Linked DNA regions of Sus scrofa: regions 1, 2, 4 and 5 are each linked to region 3. Evidence: chromatin contacts called from public Hi-C, HiChIP or PLAC-seq and promoter capture Hi-C data. All regions are on one chromosome and are shown on one strand. Each heading gives the region's core, a stretch centred on a gene start, on an enhancer-like site or on the middle of the called end of the contact. The rest is flanking DNA. Distances are from core to core; before and after follow the strand shown. Region 1 holds the start of EMC9 (ER membrane protein complex subunit 9). Region 2 holds the start of TINF2 (TERF1-interacting nuclear factor 2). Region 3 holds the start of PABPN1 (poly(A) binding protein nuclear 1). Region 4 holds the start of DCAF11 (DDB1- and CUL4-associated factor 11). Region 5 holds the start of ABHD4 (protein ABHD4).

Evidence for each region. Promoter capture Hi-C pulls out the DNA fragments that hold promoters and counts their contacts. Hi-C and Micro-C count contacts between places; a contact is called where the count stands out from the background. HiChIP or PLAC-seq counts read pairs in DNA pulled down with a chosen protein or histone mark.
Region 1: a contact with region 3 is called in a Hi-C map of liver, with 4 times the contacts expected there. The contact joins the promoter of EMC9 here to the promoter of PABPN1 in region 3. A contact is called at or near these places in 1 of 5 promoter capture datasets (liver), 1 of 47 Hi-C or Micro-C datasets (liver) and 1 of 2 datasets of contacts at active chromatin or transcription factors (alveolar macrophages).
Region 2: a contact with region 3 is called in a Hi-C map of liver, with 5 times the contacts expected there. The contact joins the promoter of TINF2 here to the promoter of PABPN1 in region 3. A contact is called at or near these places in 2 of 47 Hi-C or Micro-C datasets (heart right ventricle and liver).
Region 4: a contact with region 3 is called in a promoter capture Hi-C map of fetal liver, with 2.6 times the contacts expected there. The contact joins the promoter of DCAF11 here to the promoter of PABPN1 in region 3. A contact is called at or near these places in 2 of 5 promoter capture datasets (fetal liver and liver), 1 of 47 Hi-C or Micro-C datasets (liver) and 2 of 2 datasets of contacts at active chromatin or transcription factors (alveolar macrophages and skeletal muscle).
Region 5: an H3K27ac HiChIP or PLAC-seq map of alveolar macrophages shows a contact between it and region 3. The contact joins the promoter of ABHD4 here to the promoter of PABPN1 in region 3. A contact is called at or near these places in 1 of 47 Hi-C or Micro-C datasets (skeletal muscle) and 1 of 2 datasets of contacts at active chromatin or transcription factors (alveolar macrophages).

The regions. Positions count from the first base shown.
Region 1 is chr7:75,156,674-75,161,843 of Sscrofa11.1, forward strand. EMC9 (ER membrane protein complex subunit 9) reads left to right here and starts at 2,561. Exons shown (of 5, transcript XR_002345919.1): 1 at 2,561-2,669; 2 at 3,090-3,166; 3 at 4,504-4,573; 4 at 4,666-4,760; 5 at 4,922-5,170. PSME2 (proteasome activator subunit 2) reads left to right here. Exons shown (of 11, transcript NM_214279.1): 7 at 80-148; 8 at 304-371; 9 at 536-590; 10 at 895-981; 11 at 1,071-1,193. The coding sequence ends at 1,151. It overlaps PSME1 (proteasome activator subunit 1), which reads right to left. Exons shown (of 11, transcript NM_214304.1): 11 at 5,157-5,170.
Region 2 is chr7:75,054,836-75,060,005 of Sscrofa11.1, forward strand. TINF2 (TERF1-interacting nuclear factor 2) reads left to right here and starts at 1,956. Exons shown (of 8, transcript XR_002345917.1): 1 at 1,956-2,500; 2 at 2,643-2,747; 3 at 2,867-2,968; 4 at 3,047-4,157; 5 at 4,244-4,311; 6 at 4,418-4,515.
Region 3 is chr7:75,754,954-75,759,942 of Sscrofa11.1, forward strand. PABPN1 (poly(A) binding protein nuclear 1) reads right to left here and starts at 1,569. Exons shown (of 7, transcript NM_001243548.1): 1 at 1,211-1,569; 2 at 736-850; 3 at 1. The coding sequence starts at 1,561.
Region 4 is chr7:75,178,311-75,183,587 of Sscrofa11.1, forward strand. DCAF11 (DDB1- and CUL4-associated factor 11) reads right to left here and starts at 2,827. Exons shown (of 15, transcript XM_001928359.5): 1 at 2,228-2,827; 2 at 1,758-2,125; 3 at 739-866; 4 at 1-47. The coding sequence starts at 1,912.
Region 5 is chr7:76,430,360-76,435,415 of Sscrofa11.1, forward strand. It overlaps ABHD4 (protein ABHD4), which reads right to left and starts at 1,477. Exons shown (of 7, transcript XM_021099270.1): 1 at 1,368-1,477. It overlaps DAD1 (defender against cell death 1), which reads left to right and starts at 1,681. Exons shown (of 3, transcript NM_213944.1): 1 at 1,681-1,949. The coding sequence starts at 1,739.

The DNA.
Region 1 (5,170 bases), core at 1,311-3,810, 600 kb before region 3:
ATGTAGCTATTTTTAGGAAGTAACCGTACTAAGAACAGAATTTTGTTGAATGATTCTTACATGATAGCTCTTATTGTAGGTGATCACATGGATCCAGCACCTGATCCCCAAAATTGAGGATGGAAATGACTTTGGGGTGGCAGTCCAGGTGAGAAAGGGTCTGTGAGGATGCTGAGAGCAGGAAGAGTCTTGGGGAGTAAGGGATAGAGACTAGATATGAACTGCGAGGAGGAGGTAGACAGTGAGTGAAAAAGGGACAAGATGAAGTGTTTTCTTTGCCTCCCATCTCTTTTGTCACCACAGGAAAAGGTGCTGGAGAGGGTAAATGCAGTCAAGACCAAAGTAGAAGCCTTCCAGACCACCATTTCCAAGTGAGGGCAGCTGGAGGGCCAGCACAGGGGTCTGCAAGGACATTCTGTGGGGACTCCCAAAGCGGGACATGCCCATCGGGATAATGGGGGGCCTTGGGAAGGGTCTGAGGGACTATCTCTCTCTGAACACCCACTCCTATGGTTACTCCCCTTGCTTTCGGCAGGTACTTCTCAGAACGTGGGGATGCTGTGGCCAAGGCCTCCAAGGAGACCCATGTAGTGAGTGGATAGTCCACCAGCCTGTTATTGGAGACTGGCTGGGGGTGGGATGAGGAAGAGGGCACAATGGTCCTCCTTGTTTTGTCTGTGACCTTCCCAATGTGGAGAATATTAAGCCAAAACCATTGCCCCAAACTTGGGCTTCAAAAACTTTACCTCCTTTCTCTGCTGGATCTTGTGGGATCCCATTTCCTGGTGCTGAGAAGGGGCTCATTCCTCAAGTTACCTATTCCCTATATGAGGAAACCAGATGAATGTCCCAACCTCCCATGGGGCTGACTCAGCTTTGCCTCCCACATCCCAGATGGATTACCGGGCCCTGGTGCACGAACGAGATGAGGCAGCCCATGGGGAGCTCAGGGCCATGGTGCTGGACCTGAGGGCCTTCTATGTGAGTCTGGAGTAAGCCCCTAAGGGAGGTGGATGAGGGGGCAAAGGAAAGGCCAGGAACCTGACTGTTGCCCTCTGGCTTTCTTCCAGGCTGAGCTTTACCATATTATCAGCAGCAACCTGGAGAAAATTGTCAACCCAAAGGGTGAAGAAAAGCCATCAATGTACTGAGCCCAGGGTTGTAAGGGAAATAAATGACCTGTACTTTGTGTGGATCACCTCTGGTGTGTGTCATTTATTCAGAAAGCAAAGTGGGAGTTCCCGTCATGGCTCAGTGGTTAACGAATCCAACTAAGAACCATGAGGTTGTGAGTTCAATCGCTGGCCTCGCTCAGTGGGTTAAGGATCCGGGGTTGCCTGTGAGCTGTGGTGTAGGTTGCAGACATGGCTCAGATCCCGCATTGCAGTGGCTCTGGTGTAGGCCGACGGCTACAATGCCAATTGGACCCCTAGCCTGGGAACCTCCATGTGCCGTGGGTGCGGTCCTAAAAGAACAAAAAGACGAATAAAAAAAGAAAGCAAAGTGTCACCTCTGTCCAGCTACTAAATGTGAATGCGATGATGGGAAAGGGAGGGGTGCCAGGAAGACAGAGATGAGTTAAGAGGTCCATCCTGTTCTTAAGAAGTTATCCTAAATAACAGTTACATGGCCTGACAGCCATGAAGATAATCTGTATTTGGGGATTTCACAAGATTTTTTCCATGTGGAAGGTCTCATGAGTTCTTCCTGAAAGAGGCGGCATTTGGGCAGAACCTTATAGGAATAATCAGACTTTGGACAGATAGAGGGAAAGCTCTGCGGCTGAGATCAGGGAATGAAGAAAGAAACCACCCTTGCCATCAGCTCAGAGCAAGCCTGAAGAGAGAATGAGGCTTCCCCGGGGAAAATTATGCTTGGGTTCCTTCTCAAGAGCTGGGAGGGGAAAAAAACGCTCCCAAAACATTTTGGCTTAAGGAAATTATACCACAGGACATTATCGGAAGGATGGGTCTATAAAAATCTTTTTGACCTTTACCCCCGCTTGCAGTCAAAGCCGTTTTTATTTCTGTAGATATTACACTGAGGAAACCAACGGCCCGATAACCTGTGATTGCAAAAGTAACATGGCTCATTAGTTAGTGGCAGAGCCGCCCTAGAGCACAAACCCATTCATTCTATAGTAGGAGTCAGGCGTCCCCTGTGTACTCACATTGGTTCGAAGTTCCACGGTTCCAAAGACACCCGACGCGGGACGCGGGCTCCACCCAGCTGGGCCTGTAGGGGCGGGCGGCAGAGATAACAGACGCAGTCATCCTGCAATCCGGAGCCGAAGTGGGGTAGCCTAGCCAATCAGCTTGAGGGAAGCTCTCTACCGTTGTGGGTTCTTTTTCAGCCGCCGGAGACAAAGGCGGGGCAAGATTGGATGCGGTTGGTGATTGGGCAAAACGAGACACTCTAAACCTATCAAAGATCATTACGTGGGCGGGACTCCAGAAGCTGGTCAGGCTTGGAGGCGCAGGTTCCGTGTCCCCGAGGCAAGCTCTTCTCTGTGGCCGCCACTTGGGGGCGGGGGGAGGCGGAGCTCGGTGCTGCAGCATGCAATCCAGGCCGCCCGCCTTCCGGGCCAGGTGGGGGCCGGTCGCCAGGCTGAGATCGGCGGGAGCCGGTGGGCTGTCTTTGAGCTGGGTCAGCGCCACTGTCGAACCTAAGTGAGGAGGCACGGGGAAGGGCCCAAGAGGGCCCTCGGGCGTTGGAGGGGGCTTCGCGGACGAGAGCTGGGGGCCCCGCTCGCCATGGGGGAGGTGGAGATCTCCGCCCGGGCCTACGTGAAGATGTGTCTGCACGCCGCCCGCTACCCGCATGCCGCTGTCAACGGGCTATTGCTGGCGCCCGCGCCGCGGTCGGGAGAATGCCTGTGCCTCACCGACTGTGTCCCCCTGTTCCACAGCCACCTGGCCTTGTCTGTCATGCTGGAGGTCGCCCTCAACCAGGTGCCGCCGCTGGACGCCCACCTACCACCCTAACCAGCCCCTAACAGCCCTAAGCCCATCCCTGGCCTCTTGGCAATAGTGCGCACCCACGGGGCGGGCGGTACGATTTAGTTACTGATGGTCCCTTTCCCATGGCAGGTGGATGTGTGGGGCGCGCAGGCCGGGCTGGTAGTGGCAGGGTACTACCATGCCAATGCAGCTTTGGACGACCAGAGGTGAGTGCCAGAGGCAGAAGGCTAAGGGTTATGGGGTGGGGGAGTCAAGAGAACCCTTCTTAGTCATTCTCTCCATTTTTCCTTCATCAAAAGCTTAGGAGTAGGCACTGTACATCAGGCACTAGGCTGGTACTGCAGTGAGGAAATGTAAGGAAACATGTTTCCCTGGGGGTGGGGAGGACAACTACGTTTCAGTAAGAACAGGCTGACACCTGCTTTAACTGAGATGCACCCCCCCCACAAGTGCTGAAAAAACACAAAGGAAACCCAAGCAGCAACTTTTTAAAAAAGAAAGTTTTTTTATATATACAGTTGATCATTGAACAAGATGGGTTTGAGCTGCCTGCGGACCTTAATAGGTGAAACAGTTGGTTGAATACCCATGCAGAATCTGTAATGGAGGGACCACTATAAAGTTACCTGCAGATTTTCAACTGCAGGAGGGTCTCTGCTCCTAACCCCTTCGTTGTTCACCAGTCAGCTGTATGTAGAAAAAGTTATCTACTTACATAGTACTCATGTATCTGGATCAACTGATACTGTTTTGTAATTTGCTTTTTCCTCCTTAATAAATATCTGACACCTTTCCATCATTACACTATTATCTACCTTACCGTAACAGCTATACAGCATCAGTATGGATGTACCATAACTTTTTTTTTTTTTTTTTTTTGTCTTTTTGTGTTTTTCTTGAGCCGCTCCCTCGGCATATGGAGGTTCCCAGGCTAGGGGTCGAATTGGAGCTGTAGTCACCAGTCTACACACCAGAACAACAGCAACGCGAGATCCGAGCCGCATCTGCAACCTACACCACAGCTCACGGCAACGCCAGATCCTTTTACCCACTGAGCAAGGGCAGGAATCGAACCCACAGCCTCATGGCTCCTAGTCGGATTCGTTAACCACTGCGCCACGACGGGAACTCCGATGTACCATAATTTATTTAATGCCTTACATTAAACATTGAGGTTGTTTCCAGTTTTTCGTTATTATAGACACTGTCCTATTATTACAGTAAATTCTTTAATAAGTAGAATTTCTGGGTCAGCATATATATAGTATACAGTATAAATTTGGTTGGTTATACCAACTTACTCTCCAGAAAAGACTATCTTAGATTTCCACTCTCACCAGCAGTATCCGAGCACCTATTTTCCACAGCACTCAAGCTTTGGGCAGTTAAGCGTGAAGCATCAAGTAAGCCTGATACCCCCCAGGCCAGCTACAGGGAAACGCCATTGCTGCAACCACATCTATGGGACCTGGGAGGCCCAGCTCTGACGGATGGGGTCTATCCACAGTAGGCTCCTCACGACTCTGATCTTCCCTCTACACAGCCCTGGGCCCCTGGCCTTGAAAATCGCTGGGCGGATTGCAGAATTCTTTCCTGACGCAGTACTCATTATGGTGAGGCTTGGGTTTCAGAGTGGGGAGTTGGAAAGAAAGTAGTAGGAAGAGGGATCCTTGAAACCCTTACCTGCCCTTCCTTGTCCACACAGTTGGATAATCAGAAACTGGTGCCCCAGCCTCATGTGCCCCCAGTTATCGTCCTGGAGAACCATGGTCTCCGCTGGGTCCCCAAGGACAAGAACTTGTGAGTGCCCCACTCCCTCCACCTCTTCTTAGAAGCCCACAGCTCCTGGGCCTCCTCTGTCATTGGTTCTGCCCAAGGGTCCTTCTCTAGACCCCAACCTCTGCCAAGTGTCTGGCCCCAATGCCTGCTGAGTTTGACCTCCATGGGGGTTATTATTTCAGAGTGATGTGGAGGGACTGGGAAGAGTCACGGCAGATGGTGGGAGCCTTACTAGAGGGCCGGGCCCACCAGCACCTTGTGGACTTTGACTGCCATCTTGATGACATCCGGGAGGACTGGACCAACCAGCAGCTCAACGTCCAGATCACCCAGTGGGTTGGTTCCACCAGTGGAAAGACCTGAGCCAGGGCCAGAGGGGAGGCCCAGGATTCAATAAAGAGACTTGGGCTGTTGGGCAACGGTACGACTAT
Region 2 (5,170 bases), core at 706-3,205, 700 kb before region 3:
TTTTTAAGGAAAGTTTTGTCCAGATATATGCCCAAGAGTGGGACTGCTGGGTCATACGGGAGTTCTATGCATAGTTTTCTAAGATACCTCCATACTGTTCTCCATAGTGGTTGTACCAGTTTACATTCCCACCAACAGTGCAGGAGGGTTCTCTTTTCTCCACACCCCCTCCAGCATTTATTTGTGGACTTACTAATGATGGCCATTCTGACTGGAGTGAGGTGGTATCTCAGGGTAGTTTTGATTTGCATTTCTCTAATAATCAGTGATGTTGAGCATTGTTTCAAGTGCTTGTTGGCCATCTGTATATCTTCCTTGGAGAAATATCTATTCCGGTCTTTTGCCCATTTTTCCATTGGGTTGTTGGCTTTTTTGCTGTTGAGTTGTATAAGTTGTGTGGAGTGCAGTAAATTTAAAGTGCTGAAGGAAAAAAGCCCACCAACCTAGACTTCTGTATATATCAAAATTATGTCTCAAAAGTGAAATATAACTAGAATTTCATACATGTCTGATCTGGGTACTTCGGGACCTCCAACTAGATGCCCCCTGGGCAGCTGAATATGTGGGGCACCTCAGAAGACTGATCTTAAGTGGAGACGGTGGGGAGCCATTATATCTAGGAAAGGAGATGCCCCAAAGAAAGGGTAATTTCACTAAACCCCTGTAAGGCAGTCAGAGAAGGTAATTAATTCAATCAACAGAAAATGTACATTGTGTGCAGAGGTTCTGTTCCTGGCAATGGAAATGAGAGGCACCAGAAACTGTGACAAGGAGAAAGACAAGTAAAACAGTCATTTACATTAGGGGACTGACTGTAGCAAGTGCGCGGAAGCAATTTGAAAAAGAAAATCTATTTTTATTATTTACTTTAGCACTTCATGATTAAAAAAGAAAAGATAGCAAACATAGAAAACATAGAATATTACCTAGTCTCACCATCTAGAGAAAAACAGGGTAACAATCTGATGTATCTTTTTTTTTTTTTTTGTCTTTTGTCTTTTTTTTTGTTGTTGTTGTTGCTATTTCTTGGGCCGCTCCCGGGGCATATGGAGGTTCCCAGGCTAGGGGTCGAATCGGAGCTGTAGCCACCGGCCTACGCCAGAGCCACAGCAACGCGGGATCCGAGCCGCGTCTGCGATCTACACCACAGCTCACGGCAACGCCGGATCGTCAACCCACTGAGCAAGGGCAGGGACCGAACCCACAACCTCATGGTTCCTAGTCGGATTCGTTAACCACTGCGCCACGACGGGAACTCCTGATGTATCTTTTTAAACTTTGTTTTCGGGTTTGTTTTTGTTTGTTTGGTTGGATTTCCTTTGCTTTTTTAGGGCCACACCCGTGGCATATGGAAGTTCTCAGGCTAGGGGTCGAATGGGAGCTACCGCTGCTGGCCTCCACCACACCCACAGCAACGCTAGATCTGAGGCGCGTCTGCAACCTACAGCAAAGCTCAAGGCAACTGACCCTCAACCCACTAAGCAGGGTCAAGGATCGAACCTGCATCCTCAAGCATACTAGTCAGGTCCGTAACCCGCTGAACCACACCAGGAACTCCCTGTATTTTATTTTTTAAAGGCGGGCGCCCTCTTCTGTTCTGTGAAAGGAAGAACAGTTGAATTCTTAATGGCAGCGGCGCGCCGCCGGGAAAGGCTTTGCAGGCGCTGGTTTGGGTGCCGGGATTTAAGGAATCGTATTTGAGAGGTGAAGACAATGGAGAAAGGAAGTGGCATAGACCTCCTTCAAAGACCAAAAAGCTAGACCTCAAAGAAAGACGTGACTTCTCTATATGCTCCGCAAAAAAACACCGAGGCCAGGGGCGGGACCCAAAACTGCACTCGCCACCACCCACCGGCCGTCAGCAGAGCAGGTCACAGTGGGCGGGAGCCGGCAGCGGCGCAGCCGGATCTGCGGGGGCGTGGCCTTATGACGCGACGTCACGTCTCCTCTGCCTGAAGGCCCATTGGTTCTCCACTGCCACCCTTTTCCGGGGTAGGGAAACTGGTGGCAGAGCCGAAGCGAGGTAGCCGTCCGGTTAGAGACTGCGGCGGCGTCTAAGACACAGCAACCTGGTGCCAGTGTAGCTGGCCAGCTTCTCCATTCGGGCTGCATCCAGAGTTGGGGAAAAAAACCCTAGAATTCTAGTGACCCACGGGAGGGTGTGGACTCAGATCGCGAACTATGCGGCGCAGACCAAAATAGCGGAGTCGGAGGGCCACCGGAAGCCCCACCCCTAGGAGGAGTCGCGAAGCCTCGCCTTGGAGGTAGGAACCAAAAGGGACGGCCCCTGGGGTGGAGCCCGCCGGCCATGGCCGCGCCCCCGGAGGCTGGTCCCGCAGCCCTGCGCTTCGCAGCCGCAGCCAGCTGGCAAGTTGTGCGCGGACGGCGCGTGGAGCATTTTCCGCGAGTATTGGAGTTTCTGCGATCCCTGCGCGCTGCTGCCCCTGGCTTGGTTCGCTACCGGCACCATGAACGCCTGTGTATGGGCCTAAAGGCCAAGGTATTGGAGTCAGTAGGACCTGGTTGAGGGGAAAGGGGAGGGATACGAGGTCCTCTGCTGGACCGACCGCTCTGGAGTGGGACTGGTTGGAAAAGGGTAGCTTGCCCCGACGTGGGGATTCTGAGCTCAGTATTCTTCACAGCTGGTGGTGGAGCTGATCCTGCAGGGCCGGCCTTGGGCCCAGGTTCTGAATGCCCTGAATCACCACTTCCCAGAGTCTGGACCTGTGGTGCGGGACCCCAAAGCCGTGAGTCGTCCCTGGAAGAAGCCCTACCCCCAGTTAACACTTAGGGCAGCACAGTTGCTCCTCCTTCCTGTCACTGGTCCTGATGTCCCTAACTTGTTTGCTTTCCTTACTCCCAACAGACAAAGCAGGATCTGAGGAAAATCTCAGAGGCCCAGGAAACCTTTTGCCAGCAGGTGAAGCAACTAGCAAAGGATTCTGTTGATTTGGCTTCGAACCTACAGGTGGGACTGGCAGCTTTGGAAGCTATGGTGTAGCTTTTTCTTTAGTCCTTTTCTGACCTGCTTCTTTCCTTCCTGCAGGGACTTGAGCAAGAGTATGGGGAAACTTTCCTGGCTGCCATGGAAAAGCTGTTTTTTGAATACTTGTGTCAGCTGGAAAAAGCACTGCCTACACTGCAGGCACAGCAGGTTTCTGGGAACAAAACACATTAAGGGTAGAATGTGGGTGGTTGTGTCAAGGACTGTGGTCTTTATGCCTCTCTTCTCCTTGCCCACAGCTTCAGGATGTGCTGAATTGGATGCAGCCTGGAGCTTCTGTCACTTCTTTTGTCCTGAGCCAGTATGTTGTGGACATGGGGTGGCCACCTCCAGGTACCAGGACCATCTCTGAAAACTAAGAATTTGGGGGTGGAATGTCTAGCCTGAGACTTTTTTTTTTTTTTTTTTGTCTTTTTTGCCTTTTCTAGGGCTGCTTCCGCGGCATATGGAGATTCCCAGGCTAGGGTCTAATCAGAAATATAGCCACCAGCCTACGCCAGAGCCACAGCAACACGGGATCCGAGCCGCACCTGCAACCTACAGCACAGGTCAAGGCTACGCTCATCCCATTGAGCGAGGCCAGGGATCGAACCTGCAATCTCATGGTTCCTAGTCGGATTCCTTAACCACTGAGCCAGGAGGGGAACTCCAGTAGGTTGCCTTTTTAAGCAGCTCTGCTTGCTTTTTCAGAGTGCTCTGCTACTGACTCAGCGACCACCTCAGAGCCCATGGGGCAGAGTCCTCCTCAGCAGCCAAGACCAGCACTCGACAACCCTCTGCCAAAAGCCCAGCCTGGCCCACACCTTCCACAGGGACCAATCTCAAGGAAGCACCCAGAACCTCTGGCTGGCCACCACTTCAATCTGGCCCCTCTAGGCCGGCGAAGAATCCAGTCTCGGTGGGCATCCACTAGCGGAGGCCATAAGGAGCGCCCCACAGTTATGCTGTTCCCCTTTAGGAATCTGGGTTCACCAACACAAGTCATATCTAAGCCTGAAAACAGGGAAGAACATGGGACACACATGGCAGATCCAGCAGGTGCAGTGGGCACCAGAGCGGCCTCTGCTGGCAAGTCTAGGAGTCCATCCAAGACCCTGGGGGGAAGGGCTCTGAAGGAGAACCCAATTGACCTGTCTGCCTCAGAGCAAAAGGAGTGAGTAGACCAGTTGTTTCTCCCTCCTAGTGGCACATTCCCTGCCTGCTTTCCCTTCACCCTGTCTTTGTTTGCTCTCGCCTCAGGAACTGCTTGGATTGCCCCATGGGCCCCCTGAGACTGTCATTATCACCTCCGAGGGCCAGGAAGCCAGGTAGGTCATCCTGAGTCAGGACCGGGTCAGACAGCCCCTTCTCTTGGAGACTCGAGGGTCGATGTTCACCGAGAAGAGTACTTGGACTCTGGTTTCCTCCCTGCAGCGTGTCCTCCGTCTCTGTGCAGCTCTGACATTACCATAGGGGACCTGGTTTTGGACTCGGAGGAGGAGGAGGAGGAAAATGGCCCGAGAGAAGGAAAGGTGAGTAGGAAGCAATGGAAAGCTGGGGGAGGCAGGGGCGCTTAGTGGCAGAACCAAGCAGAAAGCCACATGGTCTGGAGGACAGGGGCTCAGGGCATGTCTCAGTGATGATAGGATGTCCCTGCTCCCTTCTCTGCAGGAATCTCTGGAAAACTATCAGAAGACAAAGTTTGACACCCTGATCCCCACCTTCTGTGAATACCTCCCCCCTTCTGACCCCAGTGCTGAGTCTGTCCCTTTCCCTGACCATATAGACAGTTCTAGACTCCTACGATAGGACTGGCGTGCTCGCGGCACTCAGCCAGTTCCTTCCTCCTCAGTTCTGCATGCAGTTTGGGGGAATAAAGTGGAAGCCTAGGCTTGGACTGACTACATAGTTAAAAAATCACTTTGTGAAGCTTGATAATTAAATTTGGGATTTTTTAAAAGACTGTCTTGGTGTGAGGGAGGGGAATTAAGGCTTCTTTAAGGTCACTGTAGGTTATTCCTTAGAAACAGAACCGGCCTCTCCAGGGCTGGAAGGGGATCCCTTTGCCATTTCACTTCCCCTGGAGAGTGCTGTTCAGATGTGCCCGAAAAGGTTACCAGAGCTGAGCCTGGATAAGAAGTTTCCTTTGGCTACTCTGAAAATACTATGTGAGTCCTGATACCAGAA
Region 3 (4,989 bases), core at 319-2,818:
GCTATGAGGGAAGGAAAAAAAAAAAAAAAAAAAATCAGAAAAAAATCCTTTTTTTACTTAGCCAATATATGCACACCATTACCACAACCGCCACTAGCAAAGACAAAGATTTTGGTCTATTCTAGCCCCTATTCCCACTGCTTAGAACACAATAAAACAGTCTAGCATACAGTAGGTGCTCATTAAATATTTGACAAACGAAAGAAGAGATCAATACATTAAAAGAAAAAAACAAACTAAAAAAAACCACAACAGTACAGGAATTCCCTCCCAACCCCAAATCAAGTCCCTATTGAATAGCTTTGGTTGCAATGATCTGGAAAGTGAACAAAATTAAGTGGGCTGAGATTGGACGTTTCTGGATTAGAGAGGAAGCCCCCTGAAGCTGAGCAGTTCTCTTAAGACTCCTAACTAAAGGGTCTCCAACTGAGAGAACTATTGGACTTGAAGGTCAAATGCCAGCTGGCAACCTTCACAAAGGGCAGAGAAAGACTAAGAACAAAGAGCAACACATTTGTAACAGGAACAAAGGGAGGCACAAGACTACCATCACCAAAACAGACTCGGTCTCACAAAGGTCAGAAACACACAACGGACTACGACCGAGGCACCTGCCCAATAACTGCTCAGACAAGCAGCTCCAAGGTATGGAGCATCCAATCCCATATGAACCGTGCTCCCATAACCCTTCCAATGCGAGAACCTGGGATCCGCGTGTAACCGCCAGTTACTCACCATTGCCTGGTGGTGGACTCATATTCATCTGCTTCTCTACTTCGTTCTGTAGCTCCTTTAGCTTCTCAGCTTCTTCCTCCATCTCCCTGACTCGAGCTTTGATCGCTTCCAGCTCCTACAATGAGTGGGGAGGGTATGGAGAAGAGCTTAAGAGGAACCAACGCAGGGGCTTTGCCCTGCTCTCGATCGGCGCGCGGCCCCAGCCATGCTCTGCCATTTCCCTTGCCCCACGCGAGGGTCATGATAAAAAGAAAATCAAGCTACCTTTTTTAGAACAACACTAGACACCCATTACGTCCGAATCCACCCGGCTGGGCCCCTTCTGGCGGTCGATGCTGCGTCCCCAGCCCGGCCCCAGCCACGTTATTCCCCGCCCACCCCCACCCCCCGCCCGCCTCCCGCTCGCCCGAGCTCTGGGCCTCCCGTGACCCGGCCGGCCGGTCGCCGGCCTGCTCGCTCGCCCTCCTTCCCTCACCGGGTCCTCAATGGCGCCGTCCCCCGGGTCACCCTCGACCAGTCCCGGCTCCTCCTCCTCCTCCTGGCTGCCGGGGGCTCCCGAGCCAGGCCCAGGGCCCGGAGCTCCTGGGGGGGCGCGGGGCCGGGGCGGCTCCTCTTCGGGCTCGGGCTCCGGCTCGGGCTCCAGCAGCAGCTCCTCAGGCTCCAGCTCCTCAGACTCCAAGCCGTTCCCGTAGTCCCCTGCGCCCCCCGGGGCCCCCTCCCCGGCCTCCCCACCGGCCCCGGGCACAAGATGGCGCCGCCGCCCCGGCCCGGAGCCCCGACCGCCCGCAGCCCCCGCTGCTGCTGCCGCCGCCGCCGCCGCCGCCATCGCCGCTCAGACTGGGGCCCGCCGCCCAACGATTGGAGAGCTGCGCCGGCCACGCCGAGGATTCATTAGTCAAGCAGCCTGCCCATCACGGCGAGCTAGGAGTCCATTGGAGAATATTACTTGGCAATCAAATAAGACCCCACCCCTAAGGCGGGGGATTGCCCCAAATTCTCAAATCCCGGTAGGGGAAATCGGTCTGTCAATCAACGCACGTACCACCTCCTCTCAAGCCCTTAGGTAACAATGCCGCCACGCTGTGACGACGTTCTTGCTTCTCCCCCGCCTACGGGCGGATCCGCAAAGTATGGCGCTCCGTGATTGGCCGCTGGCTGAGCGAGTGGAAAGGACCAATCTAGCGATCCCCTCGCCGGAGTGGCCCAGTCTCAAACGCCGACTGGCTCGCGAGATTCGAAGGGCTGACCCCCGTTTTGTGACAGGTGAACTTTGCCCCCAAACGAACTGCTCGGCTTCCAGCGAGGGAAACCCTAGGTCACATGACTAGTCTTTAGGGTGCCGCCATCTTGATACTGTTGGTTGCCAGTATCAAGGTTGAACTTTTGAAAGGCAGAGGTCGGAAACTCTGCGGCGGTTTCTGGAAACCTGTTTCTGGGCACCAGGAATGCCCCAGTAGGTGGGATGTTGCTGGAAATGGAGGGTTCCGAATGGCGCTCTCCAGGAAGGAGCTTACCTTTCCCACTCAGGTTATTGGCACCATTATGCACTAGGTCTCCCCAAACCAGAAAGCAGGGAGGAATTCTCACTCCAGTACCAGTCACAAGTTCTAACCGTGCTGTCTTCCTACATAGGCATACTTTCCAAGCATTCTGCTTATGTCCCAGTTTCAGCCTGTTTTTCTCTTGCTTGGAATGTTTGCTACAACTCCCTAATGTGTCAGCTTCCAGTGTCACCATTTCAATCCACACCACTACCAGACCGAACTGGCTCCCCTTTGCTGGCCAGGTAAAGTCTTAAAATTCCTTGCTGAGGCCTTAAGAGACCTCAGGACCAGACTACTTGGTGTTATTTCCACAATCTTCATTCCAGCGGGTGTATCTGCACCCAGGTCTGTGCCTCTACATGCAGTCAGTCCTTTTTCAAGCAGACAGCTACAAACCCCGTCTTCACCTCCCCTGCGGAAGCCTTCCACTAGCCTCCCGTCTTCTCCCTTGACAAGCGGTCCTTCCTCCGCTGTGCGTTTGAGTGTTCTGTGCTGCCTTTCCTAACTAGAGTTTGCAAGAGCTTGGAGACGAGATTGGACTCTAAATTTGCACCTCCACCATGGGGGCAACATGCCTAGAACATAGTTTTCAATGGTTGACCACAGGATGCATGGGCTGAGGATCTGGGTGCCACCCTTCATCTTCAACGCTTTCCCAGCCCCCAGCCCCTCCTATAGACCCTAGAGGAATTCCACCGCACTGCTGCACTCTTGAGATACCACTGAGACCTAGCCCTGGAAGGCAGGATTGCTACAGTTTAGGGGTGATGCTACTCATTTATTAAAAAGGAAGGAACGGCGGTGCTAAGTTTGCAAGAGGGATATTTATAGCCAGACCAAGCTACCGGTTTCAGAGCCAGATTCACATGAGCTCAACCAAATAGTTAAACAACCTGGACAGGATGTGCATGGCTGGGGTAGGGGGATTTGGATGAGAAGAGATTCCTATTAGCAAACCAAAGTCAAAAGTTTCCCAGTATACCCCATTCTTCCCCACACCCTCATTTTATCACACAAATTCTTACCTCAGGAATAGGGGAACTTGGAGCAGAGTCACAGTTGCTTAAAATTTCACTGAAAATTACTTCATCAGCCATCTCAGCTTCAGTGGTCTGGGAGAACTTAGTTGAACACCGAAGATAAGCTCTAAACAATTGTGAGTTTGCTGGAAGAAAAATCTTCTCTACTGATTTTAAGCAAACCAAGTCTTAGGTGTTTATTGGTACCTAATTACCTTTTTTTTTTTCTTTTTTGGCCACCCTGAGGCATATGGAGTTCCTAGGCCAAGTATCAGATCTGAGCCCCGGTTTGCAGCAACACCGGACCCTGGGCCAGGATCTGAGGACCCATTGTGCCAGGCCAGGGACCCAGCAGGGGTCCTGGCTCTGCAGAGTTGCTGCCAACCCTATTGTACTACAGTGGGAGCGCCTATTGGCACCTAATTTAAACTAAGAAAGCCAATTAAGGGAAATGTGATTTTTTAAAATAATGCCCTTGAACCTCGATTTTGTTGAGCACTTGATTTTGTTAACAGACACCAATCCTAGACTCCTTGTTATATTCTTATTGAATTCTCACATGAAGTAAGAGTCTAAAAACCATAACCTTTTTTAGAGATGAGGAATGAAGTAACTTGCCCAAGTCAAGGAACTAATTAGAAATGAGTAGAGAATTCAAAGCCAGCTTTCAAAGCTCAGATCAAAATTACTATAAGGTCTGTTTTAATACACAAAGATTATAGTTCGCAAGTGTTGAAATTGAGAAGACTAAATTCCAGCAATAGACAAATGTTCAGGCAAACTATAATTATACCCAAAAATTATTATGCACCTGTTTTTAAAAAAAAGTTTACACACAACGTGTGATAAACTTGCAAAAATAATTTTCGGTAGGTCAGAGAATGTAAAATTGTATTTAAGTATTATTAAAATTATGTATATCTGATTTTAAAAAAAAACCAATTTGGGTTTTGGGGCAAAAACAAAACAAAAAAAGTATGATCTTTTCTTTGGCAATATATAACAAAAGCTTTTAAAATGTTGAGATTCTGGGAGTTCCCTGGTGGCCTAGTGGTTAAGGATTCAGCATTGTCACTGTGGTGGTTCAGGTTTGATCCCTGGCCCATGAATTTCCACATCCTGTGAGGGTGGCAACAAAAAAAAAGAAAAAAAGAAAAAAATAATCTGAAAACTAGACAAACATTTGAAAATAAAGATGTTTGTCAAAGTGAAAAAGTGTCCCAAGTGGGCCTTTTAAGGAAAATTATTGTACATAATATATGTCACTTTATATAATGATTATGCCTTAAAAACACTTAAAAATTTTTTAAAATTTTTAAAAATTTTTAAAAATTTTTTAAAAATATATTTTTTCTTTTTATCACCAAACCTGTGGCATATGAAAGTTCCTGGACTAGGGATTGAATCGGAGCTACTGCTGCCAGCCTATGCCACAGCTTGCAGCAATGCCAGGTCCTTGACCCACTGGGCAAGGCCAGGGATCGAACCTGCATCCTCGCGGAGACTGTGTCTGGTTCTTAACCCACTGAGGCATAATGGGAAAGCCGAATTTTTTTTTTTTGGCCACACTCATGGCATTCGGAAGTTCCCGGACCAGGGATCAAACCCAGGCCACTTCAGTGACAATGCCTGATCCTTAATAAGCTGAGCCACACAAAAACTCCTGCCTTCAAACTGTTTTTAATGACCAG
Region 4 (5,277 bases), core at 1,577-4,076, 580 kb before region 3:
CTTGATCTCACTGCATTCCAGGTCCCGGGTGTCAGGGGTGGCATCCACTGCAAATACCAAAGAGAAGTTTTGTTCTAGGTCTTCCAGCCCCAGAGGACAGTTACAGAGCTGTGCTCAACCCACTCAACATGGCTGAATATTCCGGGGCTGTGAAGATTCCCTCATCCCCTGAATTATCACATCTTTCTTTCAATTTTTGCCATAATTTTTGTGTGTGTGTGTGTCTTTTTAGGGCCACACCTGCGGCATATGGAGGTTCCCAGGCTAGGGGTCTGATTGGAGCTGTAGCTGATGGCCTACGACACAGACACAGCAACGTGGGATCCGAGCTGCGTCTGCAACCTACACCACAGCTCACGGCAACACCAGATCCTTAACCCATTGAGTGAGGCCAGGGACTGAACCTGCATCCTCATGGATGCTAGTCAGGTTCTTTAACCACTGAGCCACGATGGGAATGGCCATAAAAATTTTTATAAAAGGTTTTCTGATGAGGGTCTTTTTTTTTTTTTTTTTTTTGGCAGTGCCTGTGGCATGTGGAAGTTCCCAGGCAAGGGATCGAACTTGCACCACAGCAGCTACTCAAGCTGTTGCAGTGACAAAGCCAGATCCTTAATTCACTGTGCCATAAGAAAACTCCTCTGATGAAAGTCTTCTGATGTTGGAGTTTCAGTCTGCCCTTCCTCTTTTTTAATTTTTTTAAATTAAAGTATAGTTGATTTATGTCTTTCCTCTTACCAGGTGGGTTGTATCGGTCTCCGAGACGACCATCCCAGGCATTGTCATGCTCTTCCTCTGAGTCTGAGAGGGCCTGGATGAGTTGTAAATTTGCCGCACCTCCTCCCTGCACCAACCTCACTTGGCCTCTGTGGAGAGAGCCCCCATGATAAAGGGGAGTATCCCATCCCCAAATCAACCAAATTCAGAGTCAGTGGTGATGTTAGTTCTTAGACTACCTAGTCCTCAAACTCTCATTCTGTAGCCATTTTGAGGGTGGGGGCTGACAAGACCTTGGCTGTTATTTTCAGTCTCCTATAAGACACACTAGGCAATAAGTTCTCCATCTTATAGCAGGAGTAGAAAAACCCCGACATCACACGGGGTTAGCTGACTCCTCAGAGAGCTAAAAATTGAGAGCATTTCCTTCCAAGCCTCTGCCCAAGGAGTTCAGCATAGAACATGGTGTTCTGAAGGGACTCCCAAGGTTTTTTTCTCCCCAAGAAGCCATAGCTAAGAACCAAAGCCAGTTGCACCCCTTTCCAGTCAATTCCTGGTGGTCACTTCCCTCAAAGCAATCTTTCCTCAAAAACAGGATTAGAGTTAATTTAAACTTGTTTTTCCAGTAAATCCACATGGCCTCATATCATGTGTCAATAACTTCACTAAAGTTCAATACCCACCTTCCCAGCACTTTTCAACCCTCACATCATTCCTTTTCCACCAGGCAACCGCCCCCCCCATTTCTTATTTACGTGAAAAATAATCTACATTTGTGTAGTCATAACTAAAAAGACTCCCCTGAACAGTTCCCTCAAACATAAGAGCAAGTCATCTAGCTGACCCTCCCTAGGCAAAACCCACTCTTACTGGGTATGAAGCTGAGTGCCCTGAGTGTCCAGCAGGGAGGGATGTTCTGCTCAAACAGAAAGGTAGTCCTGGGATAATCCCACTTCCTATTATCTGTAACTTCCCTGATTGGAGCTGGGATCAAGGGACTGTGGTGGCGCCTGGTGGGGACACACCAGAGGGTAAGTTACCTGCGTAGGAGATAGGCCAGTACCTGGGCCAGATCCACATCTTCATCCTCCTCTTCCTCTTCCTCACTCCGACGCAGGCCAGCCCCTCTTCGGGGCAAGCCCTCGGAGGGGTCTCCGGACCCAGTTCCTGCACTGCTGCTGTTCCGTGATCCCATCTTCTGGTCACAGCATCCTTAAGTCCTGTGCAGGGACTCCTCCTGTCACCTCCTTGGGTTTGATGAAAGCAAACCCTGCTCTAGAAATACCAGGGTCTCCTGAGGTACGGCGGTAGCTATAACTAGGAAGGCTACACTTCTTAGGGACTGAGAACCCTTCTCCTTGGCCTGTAACAACTCCCAAAGCTTCGGGAACACAAACCTTTCCCAATCCTGTGAAGCAAAAAAAAACAGAGTGAAGTCTAGGGCGTGACCTTAGCTCACCAGTAAGAATCCTTTGAAGAGGAATTTCTCAGTTTTCTACCTCAAACTCACCTATCAAAGTCCCTGAGGGTGGGGTGGATTCCCAGGTAACCTCTCAGGCCGACCAATCAAAAACCCTCGCAGAAGAAAGCGCCTCATTAGCTTATCCCATCTAACCAATCAGAAGCCTTAGGACCCCCCGACGCCCCCCTTACCGGCCAATCAGCACACTCCCTCCCAAAAGCCGGCGGCAGCGACAACCAATGAAGTTAAAACTCCACTTAACCCCCTCCTTCCTCGCCTCACGCCCACGTGGTGTGCCAGGGATGTGTAAGCTAAGGGGGGTAGGCCTGCGAGAGACCACCCACCAGCCAGGAGAGGTCTCAGGACCCGCAGCGGCGCAAGGCCTTGTTTACACCGACTGCCCTCCGGCGTCGGCCAACAGCTCCTTCGTCACGCGCTTCCTTCGTCACGCATCTCCAGGCTCTGCCGCCGGCGGACTGCAACGTCACGCGACGCCCCTGACGGCCCCGCCCCCTTGGCCCGCTCACTGGACAGCTGAGAGCGGTGATTGACAGATGGGCGGGAGAAAGTGTGTGATGAGTGCTAGGGGAGGGGAAAGCGCGCGATCCAGGAGGAGCGGTCGCTTCTGGTTGGGAGGCGTTAAGTGCGGAACTGGCTGCTTCTTGAATCAGAAACAACGGAACTAGACCTCATGGGCGAGGGGCGGGGCTTACAAAAGAAGTTTGTGATTCGCTGCCCAGAGGTGTCTTAACAAGGGAAATAATTTGCTGTCAGTCCCTTAACAACATTTAGCTTCGCACTTTTCAGAGGATCTCTAAGGGGCCTCTCTTTCCTCCCCTAGGCACGACCCCCTCCCCCGCCCCCACTTCGCTCTCTAGCACTGCTTTTTTTCTCAGGCTGCAGCTTCAGCCGGTCCGGTCCTAAGCGGTGCGCGGCTCTTTTGGGAATGCGTTCGCGTCACAGATGCACCTAGGCCTTCACACCCTCCCTTCCGGGCGTAGCTTCCGGAAGCCTTGTTCTCTTGGGGACCGCCCTTTCTAGACCTTCCGTTAGTCACTCAGGCAACTTTTTAGATGACCCCTGGCTTCGCAGTCTTTGTAGACGCTCCCTAGTGCATCCGCGGGTCCTCACTGACCTTTCATTATGGTCAGTTCGCCTCTGATTCTAACCCTAACCCTAACCCTGGGAGGATTCGAAGACTTTCCTTAGACCCTCTGTCCTTGGGGCGCCTCTGCGCAGGACCAGGGTGTGCACGCGCGGCGCCTCCTACCCCCTCCTACCCCTTCCTCCGGGTTTATGAGTAACTCGGCAGAGTTCAAGGACGAGACTTGTGTACCTAGGGATCCTCGCCCAGGCTGGGGGGTTGTGGGTCGATTGACCGTGCTGGGCGCCTAGGCCCGGGGTCCAAGCTGCCTCTCAGTGCCCCCAGCCGGGACGCTTAATTAAAAGTGCTGCCCAGAGCCTCCTGAGGGCAGGAGGGATGAGGGAGGCGGGCTTTAATTTGGGCTCTCCTGGGGCTCACTCTCCCTGGGTAGGCGAGGGTGTGGTTATCCTTCTGGTGATACCCCTTGGTTTCTAGATCGCTAGATCAGAGCTAGCTTATTATCTCTGGTCACCAGGGCCAGCTTCATGGGTGTGCGACCTGTACAGAACCCACGCTTGGTTTAATGTTCTGTTATCACACTTTGAAATTCTTTTTTTTTTTTCTTCTGCTCTTTGGGCCGCCCCCCCCCCCCGACATATGAAGGTTCCCAGGCCAGGGGTTAAATTGGAGCTACAGCTGCCGGCCTACACCACAGTCACAGCAACGCCGGATCCTTTACCCCACTGAGTGAGGCCAGGGATCTAACAGGCGTCCTCCTGGATTCTAGTTGGATTAGTTTCCGCTGCGCCATGACAGGGAACTCCCCACAGAGCAATTATTGACCGTAGTAAGACACTGGAAACAAAAGATCCAAACGCACTGCTACAGGTTAAATAAATTATGGTTCATATGGTAGACACAGAAATACCAGGTAGCCATTAAAAATGACGTAGTCTTCTATTTTCATGCCTTGGGAAATTGTGCAAATTACATTTTTTAGGCTTAAAAAAGGTGGTAGATCTGCTGATATGTGGTGGATGCAAAAACAATATGGTTTCAGTTTTGCATTTAAAAATATAAAAATAGGCTCATATCATTAAACAAATAATAAAATGGAGAAGGCCTTTCATGAACTAATTACAAAAATACAGCGTGGGAGTTCCCATCCTGGCCCAGCAGAAAAGAAACTGACTAGTATGAGGAAGCAGGTTCGATCCCTGGCATTGCCATGAGCTGTGGTGTAGGTCACAGAGGTGGCTGGGATCCTTGTTGCTGTGGCTGTGGTGTAGGCTGGTAGCTACAGCTCTGATTTGACCCCTAGCCTGGGAACCTCCATATGCCACGGGTGCAGCCCTAAAAAGACAAAAGAAAAAAAAAAAGATACAGCATGAACAAAGAATTATGGTTAACACAGTTTGACCACCAGAGGTACATAGAAAACAAAGACTTTTGTTAAAATCTCAATAATGGATTTTATTTTTATTTATATTGTTGGGGCCCCACCCATGGCATATGGAGGTTTCCAGGCTAGCAGTAGAATCGGAGATATAGCTACCAGCCTACACCAAGCCAGAGCAATGCTGGATCTGAGCTGCGTCTGCGACCTACCCCACAGCTCACAACAAGGCTGTATCCTTAACCCACTGAGCGAGGACAGGGAATGAACCCAAAACCTTATGGTTCCTAGTCGGATTCATTTCCGCTGAGCCTCTTTCCTCTTCTCCTCCCTAGCTTACAGATCCTTTTAATGTACAAATCCAGCTTAAAACTCAATAAAATCTAAATCAAGCCTTTGAAATATGTAGCTTGTACTTTATTGAGTAAAACATTTAAAAGTCATGGTAAATGTTAAAAGGTTTTAAAAATCTGAGGTTTTTGTGGCCAAAACTTGAGTCTTTTTTTTTTTTTTTGTCTTTTGAGCACATTGGAGGTACCCAGGCTAGAGGTCCAATCAGAGCTACAACTGCCAGTCTATGCCAGAGCCACAGCAAAGCCAGATTTGAGCCATATCAGC
Region 5 (5,056 bases), core at 227-2,726, 680 kb after region 3:
GACTAAGAGCCAGCACACGATTTGGTTCCAGTTTACTTTTTTTTTTTTTTTAAGGGCCACACTCACGATATATGGAGATTCCTAGGCCAGGGGTTGAATTGGAGCTACAGCTGCTGGCCTACACCACAGCCATAGCAACGCCAGATCCGAGCCACATCTGCAACCTACACCACAGCTCATGGCAACGCCGGATCGTTAACCCACTGAATAAGGCCAGGGATCGAACCTACATCCTCATGGATGCTAGTCAGATTCGTTAACCACTGAGCCACCACGGGAACTCCTGGTTCCAGTGTGAACACAAACAACAAATGAAAACTAAGGAAGGTTTACTTGCTGTTTTAGGAATTTTGCTTGAGTGGCTAGGATAGTTTAAAGTTACTAATAAGTTGAAAAAGTACCTGGTTATATGCTACTTGCAGCTGAAAGTGCGATGAGCTAGGTCTGTTAGATCAGATTCACCTAAAATAAAAGGGCAGCAGGAGTTCTCTTGTGGCACAGTGGGTTAAGGATCTGGCATTGTCACTGCAGTGGCTTGGGTTGCTGCTGTGACCTGGTTTGATCCCTGGCCAGGGTAATTTCCACAAGCCTCTGGCATGGGAAAAAAACAAAACAAAACAAAAAACGCGGCAAAAGCCAGAAACTAAGGTGGACCTTATTTTTCAAAAAGGTTAAAACACTAAATACAAGTAACTAATTCCACTTGTTAAAATACAAAACCTTAAACCTTCATTTTCTTCTGCAAAATAAATCGGAAGGGGTAGAGTTTGAACCAGGCACCAGGCAATGCTCTTTCAGGCCTTTCAGCACTGACATTCTGGGATAGTTCAACAACAGGTTCAAGATGCTAGGTTGGGAGTAGCACGCTGCTAAACTTGATCGTATACTCTATGCAATTTAATCGACTTTCTCACCCCACGCCCACCCCCAGCTCTTTTAAGACTATCAGATTCACCGAAGAATACCTACAATTGACTAACTACAATTCAAAAAATGTGGAGGAGCCCAATAAATGTCTGCTGAATGAATACCTGAGGTTTGATTCTATCGCTCTTATTAATAAGCGTCCCCAAGTCTAGATCCTAAAGCCAGTTCAGGACCGGGTAAAGTCGAGCTCCCCCACTCCGCCCCACACCTCCCACCCCCAATAACCACGTCTAAACTGGTGCCCGCTCAGACACTGATCGGGTGGTTCCAACTTTGGGGCAACCTGACTTGCTCCAATGATCTGGGACGGATCGCAGTTAGCGCCCTTAACAGAATTAGGACCGAACAAGTACTGAACCCGGAGAGCGCCAGACATTGCCCTATAGCAGATCTAAATAGTATATGTTTGAGAACGTGAGTGAACCAAAGAGACTCCAAACCTCGGAGTAGCTTCGCTATTGGCTGTAAAGCCTCTCCCGGTCTTCCTCCCGCACTATCTTGTTGCTAGAGCAACTGTGGGCGTCACCAACCTGACGGCGGAAATGGAACAAAAAGAGTACACGTCTCCAGCACAGGGAAAGATCCGTTGCGCAGGCGCACTAGCTTTCTCTGGCTGTAGTTCTCATTTTGAGGATGTATTCTGCGTCTGCGCATTGGTTGTTTCGCGCCTTGGTCGGTCTATACGCCTGCGCAAATCGGGGAGGACGGAGCTGGGCTGTACCGCTGCGCATGCGCTAAGACTACATCCGGTGTGGTCGTCTGGTACTCTAGGAGCTTGGGGTACGCCGGCCGAAGTACCAAGTTTATAGTCATGTCGGCGTCGGTGTTGTCGGTAATCTCCCGGTTCTTAGAAGAGTACTTGAGCTCCACTCCTCAGCGTCTGAAATTGTTGGATGCATATCTCTTGTATATACTGCTGACCGGGGCGCTGCAATTCGGTTACTGTCTCCTCGTGGGGACCTTCCCCTTCAACTCTTTCCTCTCCGGCTTTATCTCTTGCGTGGGGAGCTTCATTCTAGCGGGTAATGATTCAGTAATAATCTCCATAATAATGTGTTTCTTTGGTGCGCTGCTTTTATTCCCACAGTGCTCGTCTCTTTGTATCAGAACACTGCCTTGTCAAGTTATGAGAGGAGCCTGCATTGCTCTCTCTTTGTGAATGGGGAAATGGAGGGTCAGACAGGTGGCGTGCCTGTTACTGGAGAATCACCAAGGAGCTGGAATTAAATATAGAAACCACTTTCATGCTGCTGTGCAACCTGGTGATCCTCTTCACTTTGTATATATAGTCCAGGGAAAACTTCTTCCCAATTTCCACCTAGCTTTAACACAACTTTGAAGTTGGTAGACTTTTTTTTTTTATTTTTAAACTTACTATAGTTGACTTACAATGTTTTATTAATTTCTGCTGTACAGTAAAGTGATCCAGTTATACATATGTATGTGTATATGTATATATATATATATATATTCTTTTTTACGTTATCCTCCATCGTGTTCCATCACTGATGATTAGATATAGTTCCCTATGCTATACAGCAGAATCTCATTGCTTATCCACTCTAGGGTTAGGTGCTATAGTTTGCATCTACTAACCCCATACTCCCAGCCCATCCCACTCCCTCCCCTTCTCCCTGTTCTCCATGTCCATGGGTTTGTTTCTTTTCTGTAGATAGATTCATTTGTGCCATTATTCCAGATATAAGCGATATATGGTATTTGTCTTTCTTTCCTTTTTTTTTTTTTTTTTTTTTTTTGCTTTTTAGGGCCACACCCACAGCATATGGAATTTCCTAGGCTGAGAGTCGAATTGGAGTTACAGCTGCTGGCCTACACCACAGCAACGCTAGATCCAAGCTGTGTCTGTGACCTACACCACAGCTTGTGGCAACACTGGGTCCTTAATCCACTGAGCAAGGCCAGGGATCAAAGGTGAGTCCTCATGGATGCTAGTTGGATTTGTTAATGTGAGCCATAATGGACACTCCATTTTTTTTTGTTTGTTTTCTCTTTCTGACTTACTTCACTTAGTATGAGAGTCTTTGGTTCCATGCATGTTGCTGCGAATGACATTTAATTTGTTCTTTTTTTTGGCTGAGTAGTATTCCACTGTATATATACACCATGTCTTTTTTTTTTTTTTAAGGCCACCCTCAAAGCTTTGGAGATTCCCAGGCTAGGGGTCCAATTGGGGCTACAGCTTCCGGCTTACATCACAGCCACAGCAACGTGGGATCTGAGCCGAAACTGTGACCTACACCACAGCTCACGGCAACGCGAGATCCTTAGCCCACTGAGTGAGGCCAGGGATTGAACCCGCAACCTCATGGTTCCTAGTGGGATTCATTTCTGCTGTGCCATAATGGGAACTCCAACGTCTTCTTAATCCATTCATATGTTGATGGACATTTAGGTTGTTTCCGTGTCTTAGCTGTTGTGAGTTAGTGCTGCAATGAACATAAGGGTGCATATATCTTTTTCTCTTTTTTTTTGGTTTTTAGGGCCACCCCTGTGGCACATGGAGGTTCCCAGGCTAGGGATCAAATTGGAGCTACAGCTGCAGGCCTACGCCACAGTCACAGCAACATCAGATGTGAGCCACGTCTTCGACCTACACCACAGCTCATGACAATACCAGATCCTTACCCCACTGAGCGAGGCCAGGGATCAAACCCGAAACCTCATGGTTCCTAGTCAGATTCATTTCTGTTGCACCACAATGGGAACTCTGCATGTGTCTTTTTCAATGAAAGTTTTGTCTGGATAGATGCCCAGGAGTGGGATTGCTGATCATATGGTAGTTCTATATTTTGTTTTCTGAGGTACCTCCATTTTGTTTTTCGTAGTGGTTGTACCAGTTTACATTCCTACCAACAGTGTAGGAGCGTTCTCTTTTCTCCACACTCTCCAGCATTTGTTATTTGTAGGCTTGTTCATAATAGCCATTTTGACGTGTGTGAGGTGGTACTTCATTGTAGCTTTGATTTGCATTTCTCTAATAATTAGTGATGTTGAGCATGTTTTCTTTGGCTGTTGGTCATCCATATGTCTTTGGAGAAATGTCTGTTCAGGTCTTCTGCCCATTTTTCAGTTGGATTCTTTGTTTTTTTGCTGTTGAGTTGTATGAGTTGTTTGTATATTTTGGAGATTTAAGCCCTTATTGGTTGCATCATTTGAAACTATTTTCTCCCATTCCCTAGGTTGTATTTTTTTTTTTTTTAATGGTTTCCTTTGCTGTGCAAGAATTGGTAAGTTTGATTAGGTCCCACCGGTTTATTTTTATTTCTATTGCTTTAGGAGACTGACCTAAGAAAATATTTGTAGTGTTGATGTCAGAGAATGTTTTGCCTGTGTTCTCTTCTAGAAATTTTATGGTGTCTTGTTTAGGTCTTTAAACCATTTCGAGACTATTTTTTTGCATGGTGTGAGGGTGTTTTCTCTTTTCATTGATTTACATGCAGCTGTCCAGTTTTGCCAGCATCACTTGCTGAAGAGACTGTCTTTTTCCCATTTTATATTCTTGTCTCCTTTGTCAAAGATTAATTGACTGTAGATTTTGGGGTTTATTTCTGGGCTCTCTGTTCTGTTTTATTGGTCTGTATGCTTTTGTACCAGTACCACACTGTCTTGATTACTGTAGCTTTGTAATATCGTCTGGAGTCTGGGAGAGTTATGCCTCCTGCTTGTTTTTTTTTCCCTCAGGATGCTTGTTTTTTTTTCCCTCAGGATTGCTTTGGCAATTCTGGGTCTTTTCTGGTTCCACATAAATTTTTGGATTATTTGTTCTAGTTCTGTGAAAAATGTCATGGTTAATTTGATGGTGATTGCATTGAATCTGTAACTTGCTTTGGGTATTATGGGCATTTTAATGATATTAATTCTTCCATCCCAGGAGTGTGGAATATCTTTCCATATCTTTGCGTCCTCTTTAATTTCCTTGATTAATGTTTTATAGCTCTCAGCATATAAGTCACCTCCTTGGTCAGGTTTATTCCTAGGTATTTAATTTTTTTGGATGTGATTTAAAGTCAGTAGACTTTTAAAATGGAAAACCCGGAGTTCCCGTCGTGGCGCTGGGGTTAACGAATCCGACTAGGAAACATGAGGTTGCGGGTTCGATCCCTGCCCT